Regions from separate parts of the Drosophila melanogaster genome. Here region 1 is linked to region 2. Evidence: chromatin contacts called from public Hi-C data. All regions are on one chromosome and are shown on one strand. The core of a region is the stretch at or near the end of the contact, and the rest is flanking DNA. Distances in the headings are between cores, read along the strand shown.

Region 1 (6,669 bases), core at 3,740-6,239, 130 kb after region 2:
AACAACAAACAACATTAGTGATATCGGCTTTGCATAAACACAGTTACCATCGTCATCACACTGAATACCCCTGCATATCCAAAACTCTCGAAAACACTCACCGTTACATAACTCGTCGTCCTTGTACTCGTTAATTAGTTGAAAGCCCAGACGATTTGAAAAAATTGATTCACTGCAAATTTAAGACAAGTTTTGTGTTCCATTTCCAAATTTGTATTGAGTTGTATGTGAAAGTTTTGCGTTTTTCGTTTTCTAGTTTATGCCCATTGAGAAATTTGGCCAAGTAAAGTATAAACGTAGTATTTATATAGACACACTCACACACATAAAAACACAACACGCATACAGTGACATGTACCTGAAAAGAACATTGAAAATGTAGTCAGAAATTGAGAAAGAAAGCTAAAGAAATTAAAAAGCTCGTCCGTTACCAAAGCACCCGATCCAATAATGTATATAACCTATCATTCCTTATGGATTTATAAATTTCGTAGAATAACACAATGAAAAACTGATAATAAGCTATATTTTACCCTTCTGTGGTACTTAATTTCTGACCTACTCACTCATAAAGCTATCATCTGACAAATACATTTCAAACTGAAACTAAATAGAACCCATCGATGAACACACTTATCATACGCCTATTAATATATAGATTCTAGTATAATGTAGTCAGACATTAACTATCTGGACTAGCCAAGTCTAATAATTGTTTCGTTTTCTTTTCTTACTTTGCGCATCATTTGTTGCAGGTGTCTTACATTGTAAAAAAATACGTTAGTATCGCTTCATATTATTTCTTTTCCACTGTGTACAGTGTACATCCTAATACACAGCCAAACACCACTGAATAATTCTTGTTTCACCTAAGTGTCGTTTGATCGCCGAAAAAAGATAATAACTATAATAATGTTTAAAGTTTACATACCCTTTAAACGAATATCTCTGTTCAATCCGCAATGTCGGGCATGTATAAGATCCTTTCATAAGTGTTTCACACCACAACAACCACATACTGAGTGTCGTAATTGTTGTAAACTTTTCTGCTCTATGTGTCCACCCACCACAAAGACCACCCAACCAACGCCACCACCACCCACCAGCCCCAGTTTTCCACCCACTCTCGTTATCACTAACAGTGTTCAGAATTCTCACCTGAAGTTCCCGGTCACAGGACTCATTTGTAAATGTGATTCATCCAAGTGCGAAGATGAACAACGAAAACTATCCGATAACACTGAACGCAGACAGACACACGCCACATCCAAATACACCCACACACACACACACACTAAAATTTGTTAAATGTATTTATATTATATATTCTTTCATTTCTTTTTCTCTCTTCTAATCATTTTTCGAAATCATTGTCGAAACACGCCAAACCTCAAAAACTATAAATCCTTCGAAATATTTCATTTTAAATGCATTTCATTTCGTACTTCAATTCGAAACATTTTCAAAAACTAACGATACCAAAATGAAAAAAAAAACAAAACCGACGGATGTTTCTTTCGAAATTTATGAATGATAAACACTCAACTCCAACAAACAACAAACAAAACTCAACAACAACTCAACTACAATAACCAAACCCAAAAAAATGCCCCGAATAAAAACATTCTGAATGTACACCTCGATTCTATATGAAATCTATTCTATATATGAACCCCTCGTTTTTCCCCTACTTCGAAATGCTTTAATTATCTAACAATAATTTTATTTAACTACTCTCTAAATATATAATTATGTATGAATATATTTTCAAATCGATTCGTTTGCATTTTACGTGTGCCACAATACCAAAAAACTGAAAACCCAAACTAATTTTCCGATAATAACTGAATGAAAATGCCTGAAAAATGTCTGTAAATTCAAAAATTTCAATTCGACCGCAATGATGATCGATAAACAATGTATATAACTGTGGAATCGTACAAATGAAAATGCAAAAGAAAAACGCAAAACGCTTTAAAACAATCGCACGTATCCTCTACTACAATACCGTTACCTATCCCCTACAATCCGTTTCCGACGAGCCCTAATCCGATCCCCCCATCCCGAGAATCCTGATCCATCCTCCCCCAATCCAAGATCCCATGCAAGTGGGCGGTTTACGAATCGAAGCAATTTTCAAAAATCCAAATCAGCTTCACTCCAGTGAGAGTTAGATTTGATAGTTAGGATCAGCAATAGTTGAAGATATAGCGCATATATATATATATTCTTGGAGCATCATTTATCGCCTCGAAGGCGGCTTCCATGGAGGTTTCTGAAACCAAATCGAATCCATACGAATCGAAAATAGTTATATTCAAGCAAACGCACATGCTTACAATAAATTGTTCAAGTTAACCCCAATCAAAGTTGTATAATCAAAAGAAATGTTAACGTTAGGCTAAGTAAATGTTCAGCTTAAGACAAGCTATATCGCTTAACATAACTATCAAGTTATTAGTTACCAAACTGCGCTAAGCGCCCAAAAGGGATTGAGAGAAGATACCCAATGGCAAAACTGCTCTAAACTTCAAGAACCAATCAAAAGCTCGTTTGTGTCCCGCACACTCTACTACTACTACTTCCATAAACTGCTTTCACTATCTAGATATACTGTTGTACGCAAGTAGATCAAGGCTTTTAGCATCCAAAGTCAAGCTTCAAACTCTTCTATCTGCACCCTCTACTATTGCTACTCGTAGAAGTAGTTCTCTAAGATATTTCAGAACACTATCCTTTCGTTACTAAGCAAACAACACAGACACGCCTACTTCGCCGAGTTCTGGACTCGTGCCACAGATCTCCAAGGAGAATTAACCCCAGGTGATATATATACATACTGGGTGTTAAGCGAATAGTTAGACAGTGAGAGAGAGGAGACAGAGATTAGATTGAGAGTGAGGAGAAACCGCACACACAGAACCTTGTAATCCCAATCAACTAACCTAATGATAGTGCGACGTTTTACAGTCGCCTTCTTTCAAATTTTCACGAAAGGCCTCGTCGTCGTACTCGCTGAAATTGGATCCCCCCGGCAAGGGCAAGGTGAAGGCCAAGCGAAAGCCGCTCAGCACTCCGGCGTCGCCGTCGCGCGTCCGCCAGGAGCCCCAGTGCACCTGCATGTCCGCCGAGCAGTATGCGCGCCTGCGAACCGATCCCCGTGTTAGAGGTGAGATTACTACTCCATAAGACCCCGTGAAAAAAACACACACACTAAGATAAAGACAAAGAATGCAAGAGAGAGAGAGAGAGAGAGAGAGAGAGCCCCGATGAAAGTGCTCGCCAGCAGCGAGTTAGCCCGATTCTTGATTTGATTCCATTTTGAGTTTCCGACACCCAAGCCAATCCTCAGTTTGTAACTCGAACATTTGCGAACTCAGTGCTTAGCGACTAGGCGACAAGATCCACCGCATCCCCACCCATCAAAACTCACCGCCATCCTCATTGCAGGTTCATCCACTTTGCCGCGTAACGTTGGTTCGCACCGAATCACCGACGTCGACGGCCAGCAGCAGGTTGGCTCCGGAAAAGTGGTCAGTGCGGTGAGCAGCACCTCGCTGTACGACAACGTGGCCAGCGGTGGTCCCGGTACCAACCAGGGAGCAGGTGAGTCCACTCCCGTCATCTACATATGTTCGAAAACCCATCTAATTTGAATATTCATCCAATCATTAGATACCCTGCCGCGTCAGATGAAGGGCGGTCAGCAGGATAGACAGGATGTGGCCAATAGTGGAGTCAATACCAACACTCCTGGCGTAATTGTCACCGGCGTTGGCAACGTCGGCTCCGATATGTGCGGCCAAAATCACGTGGGCTCACAGGTGGGCAACGATGACCCGGCCGCGTGCCAAATGGACATGGATCTCTCGAAGAGCGAGGGCACACAGGCCGGCGGCGGACTGCATCAGAGCGTGGGCACATGCACCTCCTCCTCCAAGGGCACCGGCACCCGCAACAAGGACTTTGGCGATGATATGGTAAGTTTGTTGTTGCATACGAAACACGGAAGAAAAATAGGAGTCTAGAAAGTTAGAGGATACATAAATAAAAATTAAAAGCATCTTCGGAAAGCCATGAAATCTTTTTCCGGCGTGGCAAAAAACCATATAATCAAATTACATAATTCCAAAAAATATCACAGATAGTTTAGGACTGAATAGGGACCAATTTCTGCGGCACCAGCATCTGCTTTTAGGTCATATTTTCGCTGTGTGCAGCAAACAAGCTCTGCCACCCACTAACTAACCACCTGCCACACCCACTTTCCGCCAACAGACACGCGACGCGCACTCGCACGACATGCACCAGCATAATGTAATCAACAACAACACCCGGCGGAAGACCAAGAGCACCGAGGACATGAACGTGGACACCAGCACGCTGAAGCGCATGCTGAAACCGATGCCCAGCACCGAGTCGCCGGTGACCTCGCCGGAGATGGGGCGTCGTCGCTATAACTACTACAACGCGAATGCGGCCCAGACATTGGGCCACCCGCCGCACATGCACCAGCATGGAATGGCGATGGGAATGGGCGGTGGCGGAGGCGGCGGCCACCACATCATGAACAACAACACGATGGGCCGTGCCAGCAGTCAGTCGTCGCGATTCTCCGGCTCGAGGTCGGTGTAATTGTTTGTTTGTTTGGATTTCGCTTGCTTAACGTAGTTTGTTATTTCTGCCCATGCAGATCCTCGCATGAAATCGGACGCGGCTATCCGCCACGTAATCTGTACTTGGAACTGGAGCGGGAACGTAGCTGCATCGAGGGTTCGCCGCCCTCGGACAATGTTATGTTCGACAACCAGTGCTATGCGACCACGCCGAGCTCCAGCAATGGCAACTCGGATCAGGATCAATCCTACGGACAGCAGCAATCATCGGGTCAGCATCCCCAGCAGCAGCAGGGACCGCCGCAGCGATCCTCGCGACATCAGCACCATCATCAGCAGGCTCCCAATGTGACACCCACTCCGGGCTCACCCACTTCGCGGCTGCTACTCGAGTACGAGATGCATCTGAGGAACACTCTGGCCAAGGGCATGGATGCCGAATCCTACAGTCTGCACACTTTCGAAGCCCTGCTCTCGCAGAGCATGGAGAATTTGGGTGAGCCAACTCGAAAGTCACGAGACTTGACCACGTTTTCGTTACCATTTATTTTTGGTTAGCTCTTTATTCACCTATGTTCTCGTTGTTGTGGTAGCTGAGCATTTTGTTATTCCGTTTCTTTTGCTTCGCTTAATTGAATTTCTTTCTTAATTAGCTTTTGGGTAGCGAAATTCACTAGGAGACACAACAACCTGTCAGTTGGCCAATCGAACCCATGTCAGCGGTCTTTTAAAGTCAGGTTCTTTGTTTGGGGTTGGGTGAATTGCCGCGGGAATGGCTTGATAATCTGATTAAATGGCGGAGATGGAATGTTCACTGTTGTAATTGAGAAGGATTGGCAGAGGCTTGAAAAGGGAACAAAGAATTTCAAATGAGTAAAAGCGGCATCTGGTTCATTGTTTAAATCATAAAATCAATTCATTGAACTACTTAATTAAAGTATTGTCTAAAGTCTTTGAACTTCCAAAATGGGATCAGGAGGATTTTTTATCAGAATTAATATACTAATAAACTAGTGACCGATATATCTAGCTTATCTATTACATTTTACTTCAAACTTTTTTTCGTTTTCCTAAAATGTACGTAATTTTGTCTATATTTATTATCCCGTTCTTTAACAATATACCATAATTGCTATCCATGTCACTTCATGAAATGCTCATTCATTACCTCTCCTCGCATTGCCTAACGACACATGAACATCAACAACCAACAACACCACGAACAACTACAACTACAACTACAACTAACAACCACAACAACCCAACAACAATTCAACAAATCAACAATCATCAGAATTCGCTGAAAGCCTACCCGGATCGAACCAGCGCAGCCCATATCCACTACGTAGGCGTAAGTAGTCCATCCATTCCGGATCCGCACGATATCTTCCAGATTTAATGCTCTAGCTTGTACTCATACGATCTCAGTTCGATGCGAATTGAAGCCATAAGTCGATTGCATTTGCCTGACATAGATTTTGGAATGCTTTCAATTAGGATTGAATTTGGATTTGAAAATCGAACTGAACTAATTCCATTCCATGCAATGTATCTTTATCCACAGCCAATGCGAAATCTTCCACGCTGCCATTGCCGCCACATCGACCATTGTCTACCATTCGCGATAAGGAGAGGGATCGCGATCGTGATGGTTACTACAGTGATCGCAATGAGTTGATCAGGGAGCGGGAACGCGAACGCGATCGTGGCTATCTATCGGATCACAATTCCAGGTTAGTAAAATAGCAAAAACTAAGATAATGAGATTGCTAAACTAATTTCGGTTTTTATCTTGCAGTTTCTCCAACTCGCGATGCGCCTCTTGCATTGGCGAATCGGCTCGTGCCCAGTGGTTCCGTCACTCGGATGGCTGGCGTTCCGGAAGTTCCACTATTGGATCCGGATCGGGTCATGGCATGATGACCCAGCAGATTCCTGGCTCCGGTCACAAACGTTCGCCCTGGGATTCGCTGCCTTCATTGCGACAGGATAGCAGTCTCAACGATTCGGGTTACAAGAGTGCTCGTGCCGATTCCCTAGAACAACGGTAAGT
Region 2 (7,249 bases), core at 1,140-3,639:
AAAATTTACTTTCTACATGCTCACGTTTTAACTACAGATACTAGCTACTAGTAACTACATAAATTAAACATTACATTAACTACAGCAACTGATTTTCTAAAACTGTTCTAGATAATTGTATAACACTCGAAAATTACAGGCTTACGTTCTAGACCGACACCAAATAACAACAAAAATCATAACAACAAAGCAAACAAGTAGGATGGAGTTAGTATTAAAGTATGGGCTTAGTTGGGGGATCAGGAACACCGAAAACCAAACTAAAATAAATCATAGGTGTTAATTGTTAGTTGCGTTTATAGAATTGATTAATAGTCATTGCTCAAGCGGATTTTTTTTTTACATATTCATGTGCCGTGTAATTATTTTACAATATATGTGTGTACTTGTGTGGTTGTCGTGGTGTATTGGTGTGGGTGTGTGTATCTGTGTGTGGATGGGTGGGTGGGTGTTGAACTGAAGAATCGGTGCAAGCATGGGTGATATAACTGTGATCCGATCTCAGCCAAATGCGCGCTGAGACACAGAATTTGTGATCAATTCGTATTGATTTTCATTTCATTTAATAACTTTTTGTGCAGAAAGGATAGAAAGTGAGGTATAGGTAATATATAAAGATTGGGATTGTGCGCTCTTAGGAAAGGTGCTCTGATAAAGGATAACTGAAATCAAAAACGTGCCCTAGCATTGCCTCACTTATATATGTGTGTATATGGTCTTTTTTGGGAGAATTGCAAAATAGGATTATAGAAAATATCGAAATTAGGTGTGAAATCATTGTTTCTTGGCTGAAAATAAACAAATAGTTTCTTAAAATAGTTTAAAGTTTAAGTAAGAATTATTGTAATGAAGACATACGTTTAAGATTGCTATCTTACGAACTAAAAGCCTTGAAGAGAGAAATTTGAACGAACTGATCGCGCAATAAGATGAGAAATTTATCGATGTGCCATTGGAACCTCTTTACATTGGGTAACACCATATCAGGTTACATTTCATCCGCATCCTCCACAGCTCGTTCAAATTTAGCTCTCCATGAGTAGAGAAATCGTTGGAGGGCTAACCTGGAGTGTATGGAATGGCCCCAGGAAAACCGGTCTCTGTGTGCGTGTAGGTGCTCGTGTAGGTTCCCTCATTATCCGGGCGATACTGGCCACTGGCTTCGATTCCGAAACCGCTGGCGGCACCCGTGCCCGTACGATCGCCACCAACAGCGCCACCGTTTCCGGTGTTATAGCGACCGCCGTTTCCGGCGGTATAACGATCGCCAGAGCCGGCGGCACCACCGTTTCCGGTGGTGTAACGGTCGCCAGCACCGACGCCGCCACCGTTTCCGGTGACATAACGGTCGCCGGCACCGACGCCGCCTCCGTTTCCGCTGATATAACGATCGCCGGCACCGGCACCGCCACCGTTTCCGGTGCTGATGCGATCACCGGAACCGTTTCCGGAACCGTCGCCCAGGCCAGTGCGATCGCCATCCTTGTAGACCGGTTTTCCTGAGGCTCCTCCTCCCGCGCCGACTGGACCCAGGCCGCCAGGTGGTCCCGGTGGTCCCGGAGGACCCTTGGGTCCCTTTGGTCCATTCGGGCCACCCGGGCCATTGGGTCCGAAACCGCCAACGCCTCCAAATCCTCCGTTTCCACCGAAACCGCCGCCAGAGCCGCTGCCTCCATTGCCTCCATTTCCGCCATTGGGTCCAATCACATGGACATAGGGATTACTATCCGGCACGTACTGGCCATCATCTAAAAGGACACAAACTATGCAGTTTCCGATCCGCAGATCCCTTCTCTAGCTCATTGCTCACTGTTGCTGCCCGGTAGCAGGGTGTTCACCGAATGGAAGGACGGCGCCTGATCGCCGGGATGGCTGAGATCCGAATGACCCTTGTCCGTGCCAAAGATCCCCGTGCCCTGCGGCACCAGTGGACCAGTGGGCTTGTGGATGGGCAGACTCTTCTGGTCGGAGCCCTTGATCACAATTGTGTTGGCTGAGAACGATGGTATCGCATCGTTGCTGCCGCCTTTGTTCTTAAACTGGAAAATATGTGTAGGTGCATCGGATTAGAAGGGGTCCTTGAGGCGTTTCTACGCATTTCCAAGAATCTTCATTAAACAAACAGCCCTACGGTGGGTTGAATTCTAAGAAATGAGCAGAAACCGCCCGAGGAGAACCCCATCAACCCTTACATCATCTAGGAAGAATGGGACGCCGTGCTGGGCACCATTCGCAAACTTTCCACATCCGATGGGGAAGTACAGTTCCTCCCACTGCAGCACAATGCCAGGCTCGGATGGACCACCGTTGGTCTCGCTGTACAGATGGGGCGGGAATGTCTCCACTGGCTTCTCCGGCTCCACGGTGCGGTAACCGTGGGCATCGGCCACGTAGTGTGTTGCCCGGAGGAGGTGGTAGGGATCGATCAGGCCATAGCAGCCGTAGGTAACTCCATCGGGACCGCGGGTCTCGTGATGGAAGTTGCCGGTCTTGCCGACATCGTAGCCATACCTATAGGCATCTTTTGGTTGATCGTGTTCGTGTCGATTTGGATTGGTTTTTGATTTGGTGGGGTTTTGGTTTGGTTTGGAAGAGTAATGTTTAGAGTATAACGCTTTTGTTTGGTGTGATTGCTTGCAGTTTTTGGTTTGTAGTGCTGTGAGGACCTGTAAATGGTGTGTTTATATAACCCTAAGACTCTCGACTAACTGACTGTGATCTAACTGCTCTAAAAAGGGCGCTGTAACTGAAAGTTTCACGAAGAACCTAATCAGATGAGGTTTGTATAAGGAAAATGTTGGTGTTTTTTGTGTGCTGTTGTTGATTGGGTATTTTTCAAGTATTTTTTCGGTTTTTGTTCGGAGTAATCAATTTGGAGGTGGTGTGGTAGATTTATGAGTATGCGAAGCATTTTTAAAGAGGTTTCATGTAGAACTTTTCTCCACTGAAGAGCAAATGCCTACACAAAACTGTAGAAAGAAGTGTAAATTTATATGTAAGAGGAGGAGAAAGTAGCATAGAATAAGAGAGAGGAGAGATATAGGTAATGGTTGATTGATTGTTGAGCGTGTATATATTTACAATTTGATACTACGAGTTCTACTGGGTGAGTTTAGTAAAGCTGCTACGGAAATATATATAAATTTATATATATTATATATATATAGGAGGGTACTACAATTGGTGGTTGTTTCGGTTTTTGGGGGGTTTAGATTAATTGATGTAAGTCGATTGAACTATCAAAGGGTTTGAAGGGGGCAGTACAAATACTTATGACTACGATACTACTAACTACTACGATAACAATTTGTTGTTGGTCAAGTTAACTACTTAGATGGTATATATGTAAATAACAAAAACGAAGACTAACTAACTGCATGGATGGGTCAGATAAGAAATGGATGGGCAGTACAAAATCAACTGATTTTTACATAGTTAATGAATTGAATTGGGGGATTGTTCTAGTTTTACTTTTCGGATGTTTGGGATGGATTCAAGCGGCTTAGATAGACACGGATATGAAATTGTTAAACGGATTCACTTACTTGTGTCAATGTTTGACGAATAGTACTGACGGTTCGTTGTCTTTTGGTCGTCAATGTCGAGAATTAGACGACGGTTCTGCTCATCGAACTTAGCAGAGTAGACGCATTGCAAGAAAATGCATGCGACGGCCTGGAAAAAACCAAAGGCGAATGATTAATGAAACTGTCCAACGAAAAACGCAAATCCTACAACTGTCGAAAGATTTGTCACATTCATGGCACGCCCCCACAGAAACCGAGCTAGTATCTCAAAGACTTAAGTCTTGGCATGACTTGGCTCGGCTCGGCTCAATTTGCATACTCCGTTTAGAGATGAGTCAAATGCCCGAGCTCGTTTTTGGTTATTTGTATCTCCAACAACAGGCCCAAGCAAATCAGCAGCCATTTAGATCCGGTTCGATTCGAAACCGTGGCAAAGAAAAATACAGCACATACAAAAAAAAAAAAAAATCCGTTCACCAAAACCACTGGCAAAATGTCAAAGGCATAATAATCGAATCACAACGCATTCTTGGCTCACACTCGTCAAATGTTGACGGACTTTTTAGCAAACTGGAACTGGAGTTTGCGATTTGGCAGAACATGCTAATTTCCCAAGATTTGTCACAGTCGACCAAGAAAAACTAGTTGGCTTCCACTGACAGTAATGGACAATTAGCTTAGTTCTAAATGCACTTGCTGGCATTCTGAGTGACATCGCCAAATCGATTACCACTAACCACTTAGCATCAGGTTTTAGCTCTCAACTGGCCCACATATTCGTAATAATCGTTGGATCATCTTTTGGCCGAAAATCTCAGCCTGAATAGCTGAGATTACGAAACTTATCCGTTCGTCGATTTGCATATATTGCCCATAGAATTAATAAACACAAGCCAAGTTCCGGCATCGCCAAGACTTCCTTATGAAAACGAGTTATCTTAACCCCATCCTAATACAGAATTAAAACATCATAATTCTTAAATATGTCGCTGAGTTCGTAGCCAAAAAATCAGGTGCGGTGTATATAACCTTCGCGTTATGCTAAATAATCGATTGGCTTATATGAATTGATGGATTTGTTCGCGTCCAAATTGAGACTCCATCTCTTCGTCGAGGGTGTGTTTGCCTTAAGGTTAAAGAGGGATTGCAGTAATTAAAGTGGAAACAATGGCATTTTATGGTTAACACCCGCCATAGCTTCCATCTACCAATGGCTGCGATAAGGTCAATAATTTAGCGTCTTTGTGGGTGCAAACAAAGTGGAAACCAAACCATGTGAAGGAAACCCAAAAAATGCGGCGACAAAACAAATGAATTTCTAATAAAACAAATTTATTTGCCTATCGCGGCCATCAAACGGGTCCGAGATTCAAGACTGAGATTCCAATGGCGAATAAAAAGAGAAAAATATGAAATCTCATTAATGCAAATCGGTGGCTCGACGGATAACTGTCTTTTGATTGGCATATCTTCAAGTTTAAATTGTTGCCAAATCGCCTGCTCCAAAATCTCCACCACTAATAAATAATACAGAAATTATGCACAACAATCGCAGAGTCTATGGAAAGAGCATTTTTTGTTTTTAATTTACTATGCCATGCTATCCAGCAGTTGTTGACAGCAGAGGTCGTTTCCATCTCACCCACATAATCGAGCCTCAGGGCAAGTTTTTCATAAAAAATGTGTTTTTTTTACGAATTTCATTCCTCGCATTTCACATTGCATGCCTGCCATGGAAGTCGATGGAAAAACTGGTGGTTAAATATTACTAAAGTTTCTCATTATTTTCGGTCCTTATTGATTTTTAACTTATTACGGCAGTTGATTACATTTGAAACTTTGTCTTTCACCCATGGGAAACTAACATATTGAGCAAGTTTTTCTCTAGCAAAAGTCGGGGGAAACTGTTTTCGTTGACATGACGGAAATACGAAAATGGTGATGGATTGATTGATGTGACTTGCTGGTGGAAAAATACCATTGATTTGGTAATAATGAAAGTGAGTAAGAACTGTGGTTACAGCCAACTAAGTTGATGAAATAGAAGTGGAATATAAAGCGAATTCCTCTTAGCATTAATATAAAAAAAATTTGAAATATGAATTCATTTCGAATATGGGCTAGCCCCAAAATCTGACAAATCTAAAACGTTGTGGGTAATTAGGCTCTCAAATTGAGTGAAGGGGCTGCCAAGCCCGCTTTTGAGTTGCTGCTGATCGTCGCACAAAAGCCTCACATCAATTGCCAATCAATTAAACTCAATAGCCAGCCAACAAATGTGGGCCAAAATGTGTGTAACATGTTGTACAGACGTCATGAAAGAAGTGCGAAGAGGCGAATTTCGAGTTGCGAATGCAGTAAATCAATTCCAAGTCGCATAGATCATGCAAAACCGAGTGCCAACTGGCGTTGTGACCCAAAAAACGCATATGGCTACGCCTTGAGAACCAAAGCGTTCTATAGTTACTATCCAATATACTCGTAGATGCACTGAAGTGGTAGTATGCTCTATGAGCCAATGAATCTTGAAGAGTTTGCATAACTCAGCGAAGACAATTTATTAATCGACTTATTCGCACGCACAAGGCGGTTGTTTCTGTTGTTGTTAACATGATTTCAGATGTACAGCGCATTTTTCATCATCATCATGGGCATCTTGATGATCATAATCATCCGAAAAGTAACCGGTTTAGTCATCCTCACACTTTTCGCTGAAGTATCTTGACTGCTTTTGCCCTTTGGCGGTTGGAGCGAAACTTTTTTTTTTCGTGTAAGTATTTATACTTTTCAAGGTCGATCTTTTGCCGGCGGCCAATGAATTGAACAAGAAATAATGTGTTGTTGTCGCATAAAAGTTTATAAATCGAATCAAAATGCAACTGACTGCGGAACGGCGACCTTAATCGATGACATCTTCTTTGGGTTTTTTTTTTTTTTCATTGGGATGCAGTTTCGTGCTGTGGGGAATTATGAAATTTCTCTTTAACGAAACATTGTTGGGGAATTGTGAAATGCCCGTTTCAACGCCTCAGCTTCCCGGCAAACATTTCCATAAAGATGTGAGTAAAAACGGCTAACAAACATTCATAACGCACCTACCCGGCAACCAAAAAACAAAAAGTCTCCACTGTAACAAAAAGCTTATAAGAACTTGACAAACTTTGCGATCTTCGTAAGAAAACAATAAAAACAATTTTAATCAAACCGAAAATATTCGGCGGAACAAGTATAACCAGCTGTGGGCGATGGCCTTTAGGTTTGGATTTTCCAGTTAATCCAGACTTGAATTTAATTAGCGACGCATCTAGAATTCTTTGCAGAGCAGAAAAGTGCTAATGAGATCAGAACCCATCGATAGGCAAACGAATTAGCCAGTTTGATGCGAGACAATAGCTGGGAATTTGTCCAACGAATGTATAGTCGACTGTCACTGAACTTCCACTGGACTTGTTCTGATTTATTAAAGCAATTAAAAAATAAACCGTTGGGCCTGGCACGGTTGAGCATCCCGAATGACATCATATTATTTTTAAAAACTTTTACTTTCAACTCTTGGCATTTGGCTGCAGCTTAATGAATACACTTTGTATAGCGTTTTCGTTTTTACTTAAAACCAGCCCCAAAGACTTCCTCCATCATCGGCACCAAAACTATATATCTTATATCTCCATAGCTGCCGCCTTTGGCGATTGTCTCTCCTAATCGCCGACTAGCGATCGAGG

What was found. Hi-C and Micro-C count contacts between places; a contact is called where the count stands out from the background.
Region 1: a contact with region 2 is called in a Hi-C map of the Kc167 cell line, with 1.6 times the contacts expected there. A contact is called at or near these places in 3 of 107 Hi-C or Micro-C datasets (the Kc167 cell line, embryo and leg imaginal disc).

What each region holds. Positions count from the first base shown.
Region 1 is chr3L:5,670,097-5,676,765 of dm6, forward strand. sif (still life) reads left to right here. Exons shown (of 35, transcript NM_001104049.4): 7 at 2,971-3,169; 8 at 3,451-3,606; 9 at 3,676-3,980; 10 at 4,279-4,625; 11 at 4,694-5,112; 12 at 6,181-6,349; 13 at 6,415-6,663. CG46320 reads left to right here. Exons shown (of 36, transcript NM_001347802.1): 7 at 2,998-3,169; 8 at 3,451-3,606; 9 at 3,676-3,980; 10 at 4,279-4,625; 11 at 4,694-5,112; 12 at 5,911-5,967; 13 at 6,181-6,349; 14 at 6,415-6,663. Among named protein-coding and RNA genes, the nearest start is that of CG46320, 9.3 kb to the left of the region's middle.
Region 2 is chr3L:5,541,427-5,548,675 of dm6, forward strand. frm (farmer) reads right to left here. Exons shown (of 8, transcript NM_001144417.3): 2 at 3,546-3,675. Among named protein-coding and RNA genes, the nearest start is that of frm, 6.1 kb to the right of the region's middle.